Linked DNA regions of Mus musculus: region 2 is linked to region 1. Evidence: chromatin contacts called from public promoter capture Hi-C data. All regions are on one chromosome and are shown on one strand. The core of a region is the stretch at or near the end of the contact, and the rest is flanking DNA. Distances in the headings are between cores, read along the strand shown.

What was found. Promoter capture Hi-C pulls out the DNA fragments that hold promoters and counts their contacts.
Region 2: a contact with region 1 is called in a promoter capture Hi-C map of liver, with 4 times the contacts expected there. The contact joins the promoter of Nubp1 here to the enhancer-like site in region 1. A contact is called at or near these places in 6 of 39 promoter capture datasets (the 3T3-L1 cell line, 3T3-L1-derived adipocytes, the SN4741 cell line and 2 more), 1 of 484 Hi-C or Micro-C datasets (embryonic stem cells) and 4 of 115 datasets of contacts at active chromatin or transcription factors (acute myeloid leukemia, embryonic stem cells, large pre-B cells and 1 more).

The regions. Positions count from the first base shown.
Region 1 is chr16:8,861,025-8,863,724 of GRCm38.p6, forward strand. No RefSeq gene overlaps it. Among named protein-coding and RNA genes, the nearest start is that of Gm30310, 19 kb to the right of the region's middle. Within about 2 kb of position 1,412, at least 157 of the 459 cell types and tissues checked have an H3K27ac peak or open chromatin away from gene starts, as enhancers often do. A contact at or near this core is called in the SN4741 cell line, liver and pancreatic cancer cells, where this site is marked.
Region 2 is chr16:10,410,481-10,413,207 of GRCm38.p6, forward strand. Nubp1 (nucleotide binding protein 1) reads left to right here and starts at 1,458. Exons shown (of 11, transcript NM_011955.2): 1 at 1,458-1,515; 2 at 1,590-1,694. The coding sequence starts at 1,497.

The DNA.
Region 1 (2,700 bases), core at 162-2,661:
AAAAAAAAAAAAAGAACCAAATCTAGCTTTAAAAAAAAAAAAAAAAAGAATGCACATATCCCTAAGTCCACCCAGGAATTGTAGTGGAGATTTGAGGAGATTCTTAGACCATTGCTCTCTGTTCTTGGGGTACAGTAATATTGTGTAGCTGCAAGTGTTTTAAGGTTGAATAGAACTGTGTGGGTTACGGAATACACTGAGTAAGTGCAGGAAGGCTTGCCTCTTGCTCATCTCGGTTTTTCACATTGTGGACCAATGATCTCCAGTGAAAAATAACTCCTTCAAGAAAGTCAAGAGTACATACACATGTTCACAGCTTCTACTGATAAGCCTCAGACTCGGCATTCACCTTTTTGGAGGATGGATTTTTTTTTTTTTTTGAGACAGGGTTTCTCTGTGTAGCCCTGGCTGTCCTGGAACTCACTCTGTAGACCAGGCTGGCCTTGAACTCAGAAATCCGCCTGCCTCTTCCTCCCAAGTGCTGGGATTAAAGGCGTGTGCCACTGCCCGACTGGAGGATGGATTCTGTAGTTTCCTGGGTACTTGCTGAACATGCTGTATGATGCCATAGCAACATCACCTTCATCGTGAGAACCTGGGTCCTGGACTAGTAACACCCAGCAATAACTAGGGTGGGTATGGATAGTTCCTGGATGAGGAAATAGATTGAAATGTGGTTTTAAAAAGCCAGATGATGGTGAAGCATGCCTTAATCCCACTCACTTAGTCCCAGAGGTAGAGCCAGGTGATCTCTGAGTTTGAGACCAGCCTAGTCTAGTTCAGGACAGCCAGGGCTACACAGAGAAACCCTGTCTCAAAACAAAACAAAACTCAAAAGTTTTCATAAAAGGTCCCCCCCCCCCCCACACACACACCTTGGGCCTTTAGATTGCTAAGAACTATAGAACATGTGTGATTAGAAGCATGGATTTGGGTTGGTGAGGTGTGGATGAAAATCCAGTTTTGCCCCTAGCTACTTACCTTCAGCCCTTCCTGGATCCTGTTACATGGTGAAGATGTCAATAGACACTTGGATACCCTCTGATGTGGGCATCTCAAATTTTCCTTGGTCTCTTGGATTCTGTTCCAGTTTCCAGCCTCCAATTCTAAAACACTCTTCTCTCCAATTTCATAGTTTCAACTTTGTGTATTAGAAGCAGCCTTTCTCAAGCTGTACCCCAGAAAAACTAGGTATTGTTTTCTTCTTAAAGATACTCAAAGCTCTGTAAGTAAAGAACCACCACTCGGGAGCTGCTGACAGTTCTGCAGAAGGGGTGTTGGGCTGGCCCCTTGCTAGGTTCTTTGTAGGTGACCATTGGCACTAGGCTCATCAGGCCCTAGGCTTGGAGGAAGCCACTGTGATCATTGCATTTCTCTGGGGCAGGCTTAATCACTGGGCTGGTCAGGAGGAAGTTGGCATTGCCACTGTCAGAGGCTGTGGTATGACTCACCCGATATGACCTGGCAGTGCTGTGTCTCCTGTGGTTTAAAACATTCCTGGATTCACTTCCTGTGATTGATTACAAGCATATAGAGACCAAAGGTTTGGGGCAGAACAGCATCTACTTCCCTGATCACTGAAGTCTTTGGCTTAAAGTCCTGGACTCTTAACTAAACCTGAGAATTGGCTGCCCTCGGGCCTAGGTCTCTGCTGACCATCCTGCCCCTGGAGTCCTTCCTTCAGGCGCTCTGCCCTAACCACAGGCAAGCTGTAGGTTACCCCCAGAGTGTTGCAGTGGAATTTTCCTGGCAGATGGTGACATGGGAAGGAGAGTTAAATCCAGAGAACCTGGAGCTAGGGCTTCAGGTCTGTGCATGCTCAGCCTGGCGCTCTTGTGGGTATGCTCTGTCTACTGAGCATTGCTCCCTTGCTTTTCTCGGCATAAAGGTGAATTAAATAAAAGGAAGTTCTGAGTCCTGACATTTGTTTTAATGTTTTTTAAATGACACTATACTTGGGGGTTTGTATGTACAGGTACAGGTGAGTTTCTGCTCTGCAGTTCATCTAGGGCAGGTCTTCTGGAGCCACACCTGCTATGAGGGAAACGGAATTAAGGTCAAGTCTGATGGATCCAGCAGAGAAGACTTGGTTCTAAACTGCACCAGCCATTGCAGTAAACTCACCAGGTCCTAGATACAGAAGCACAGTTGCAGCTCATTACTTTTTTGTTTGGTTTTTGGTTTTGCGAGACAGGGTTTCTCTGTGTAGCCCTGGCTGTCCTGGAACTCACTCTGTAGACCAGGCTGGCCTCGAACTCAGAAAACTGCCTGCCTCTGCCCCCCAAGTGCTGGGATTCCAGACGTGCGCCACCACTGCCCAGCCAACCAGCTCATCACTTTTGAAATCCTGTTATAGGCTGGATGCCCTACCTTTAAAGATCATTCACAAACATCTGTTCTTGCAAGCCAGTAACCAAAAGTACCATTTCAGGTGTGAAGGACGATGTAGAAAGTGCTCCTGCCTGATAGCATATCAGAGGGTCCTAGTGGATCCTTTGAGATGACTGTGGCACATTTCTCCAAGAGAGTTGAGGTGGACCATGTACCCAGATGAGAAGACTGGCTTGTTTATAGGTGTGTGTGGGAAGCATAATGAGACTATCACCATGAACAGGTTGCCTGTGTTTCTAGCACTCCCTCCACCTTCAGTACAGTGCTAGCTAGTGCCTGCTGGATCTAAACCCCCTTTTAAACCTATTC
Region 2 (2,727 bases), core at 208-2,707, 1.5 Mb after region 1:
CTACAGAAGCAAAAAAGAGAGGTTAGTACAGTTAGAGACTTTCCCAGAGTCATGGACTTTGGTGGATTAGGTCTTTGTTTTCATTTTGGCAGGTGCTGCTGTCTATGTGCTGAGTGTTACAGCCTGAATGGCACTTCCATCATGGAGTCAGTTGTGCTAAGGTCTGGGGCCCTGTCACAATAACAATGAAAAAAAAAAAGTCCATGAATTTGATAAACAGCAAGGAGAGGTGGTAAGGTTTGGGGGAAGGAAAATGAAGGGAGAAATGATGTAATTATAATCTCAAAAATAAATGAAAAATATTTAGAATCGTTCAATGAAAACAGTAACAACCACCACCATCTTGTGCCAAAGTTGCATGCAGCCAAGCTCCCATGGCTGTGACCATGGACAGGATGTCTTCATGGAGTCTAAACACTGCTCCACAGACACAGACAGGCCATTTGTCTAAACACTCACAGACACATACAGGAGAAATGGTAGCAGCAAGGACAGTGGGGACCTGCAGAAGTGAGAGAAAGCTAGGGAAAGCTCCCAGTGGGGGCACAGGAGTGGGTTTGAAGAGGTTTCACTGAACAGATCTGAGGGGAAGCAACAAAACACAAAACAAAGTATTTTTCTAAATAGCACAGCAATTTTAAGAGGGCGGGGGTGTCAGCCCAGGAATGCTGGTGGTGCACATTGTAATCCCAGCAACTGAAAGACGGAGGCAGGAGGATCAAATGAGAACTTACACTGCTGGCGATTGAATTTATGGCTTTTCACTTGCTGGACAGGTACTCTACCACTGAGCTACACCCCTTTATAAAGTCTCCCCTCTTAGCCAAACATGGCAAGAAAATCATTAATTCAAGATCAGCTTGAGCAGAAGAGAGGAGAGGAGAACAGAGAAGAAATAGAGAGGGACGGACAAAGTGTTTTGTTGGATCTGTATTGTTTCAGTGCTGGGGACTAAATATAGGACCTCATGCATGATAGATCAAGCACTCTACCAATTGAGCCACAATCCCAGCCTGTAACAGAATCTAGGGTAGGGCAGATTATTTGAAACTGAGTAAATATTGACATTGATTGTACTTTTATTAGTAGTACTGCATCAACACTGAGGCCACGGAGAATAACGTTCGTTGGCGACAAAAACCATACTTAAAAAAACAAAACAACAACAAAAACAAAAACAGAATCAAAAACCTGCATTATGTGTAAGAGTCCATCCTCGCTTTCCCTATGAGTTCTGGGATTTGGATACAGGCTGGCTCAACAGAATCTTTAATCGTTAGAGCCACTTCATTTGCTCAGGTATCATATATTTCTGAGTCTCGCCCTGTTTTAGCGGGAAGAGGCATAGGAATCCCACCCACTGCACACACGGTTTTGCGCGTGCGCAGTCCTGGTCTGGCGAGACAGTTCCCGCGGCCGGGGGGTCAGATTGGACCTGCGAGGCGGAAACACGCCCCTGAGGTTCCGGCGAGCGCAGCCCGGGCAAGAGCGGCAGCATGGAGGAGGCGCCCCACGGTGAGCTATCGCAGGACGTGTGGGTGGTCCCGCTGGGACCGAACCACTCTGACTGTGCCTTCGTCTTCCCGCAGGCTGCCCCGGGGCCGACAGCGCCCAGGCCGGCCGAGGAGCCTCGTGCCAGGGATGCCCCAACCAGAGGCTGTGCGCATCCGGAGCCGGCGCTGCTCCGGATCCCGGTGAGGAAGCGGCGGGCAGATCAGGAAGTGGAAGGGGCGGGACTTGAGGGTGAATGGCAGCGGCTAGTGGGCAGTATTCTAATTGGTTGGGGGGAGGGCGTAGAAGGCGGAGCTTGAGCGAGAGGGAGGTTTTAAAAATCAAATAGCGGAAAAACAGTGATGGAAATGGAGGTTTAGTCTGATCTGCGGTAGACAGGGAACCGAAGGGGGCATTAAAATAAGCTTGGCGGCACAGGCTTGTTCCCCCGGAACTTGAGGGGCAGAAGCAGGAGGATGGCTACAAGTTAAAAGCCAGCCTGGACTACAGGATGAGACCCTGTATGAGTGAATGAATGAATCAGTGAATGAATGAATGAATGAACGAACGAACATTAGGTCGAGTGTGTTGGCACATGTTTGTAATCTCAGCATTTAAGAGGCTAACCCCGGGCTTAGATGAGACCCTGTCTTTATTAAAAAAAAAAAAAAAATCAGTAAATAGGACCTCAAAGAAGGATAGAATAGATAAAAGTGATGTCGGGCAGGTACAGGGCTTAAGTAATAACCGCTACCTCAGTATCCACAAGGCCAAGCACAGAGAGGAGAATGGAAAAATACTGAGATCTTTCAGGCCTGAGTCCTGGCACATGTCCATCACAGGTCACAGAGGCTCTGCTCTCTCTGTGGCAGAGAGAAGGACCCTCCTGTTAAGGAGTCTATCTTTCAGCAGACATGAATGTTCATTATCTCAGTGGAGAGACAGATGGGGGACTGAGAGCAAAGTGGGGAGGAAGCAGGAGCAGGCACGTTAAACTCACCAGGGATCAGCACTGTGAGGGGCCATCTCCAGGGCGAGGAGGACTGAAAGCCTAGCTGGAAGGAAGGCTTTTCAGAGAGAGGCTGGGTTTGGTTGTTGAGTCTCCTGAAAACTGATCTTGAGCAAGAATGCCCTCATGGTGAAGACCAGTCTCCCCACAGTGTAGTCTGTAAAGATTTGAAACAAGACGTGACATTGGAAACCCAGTACGTTGCTGGGATGGTTGCTTCTGAGAGC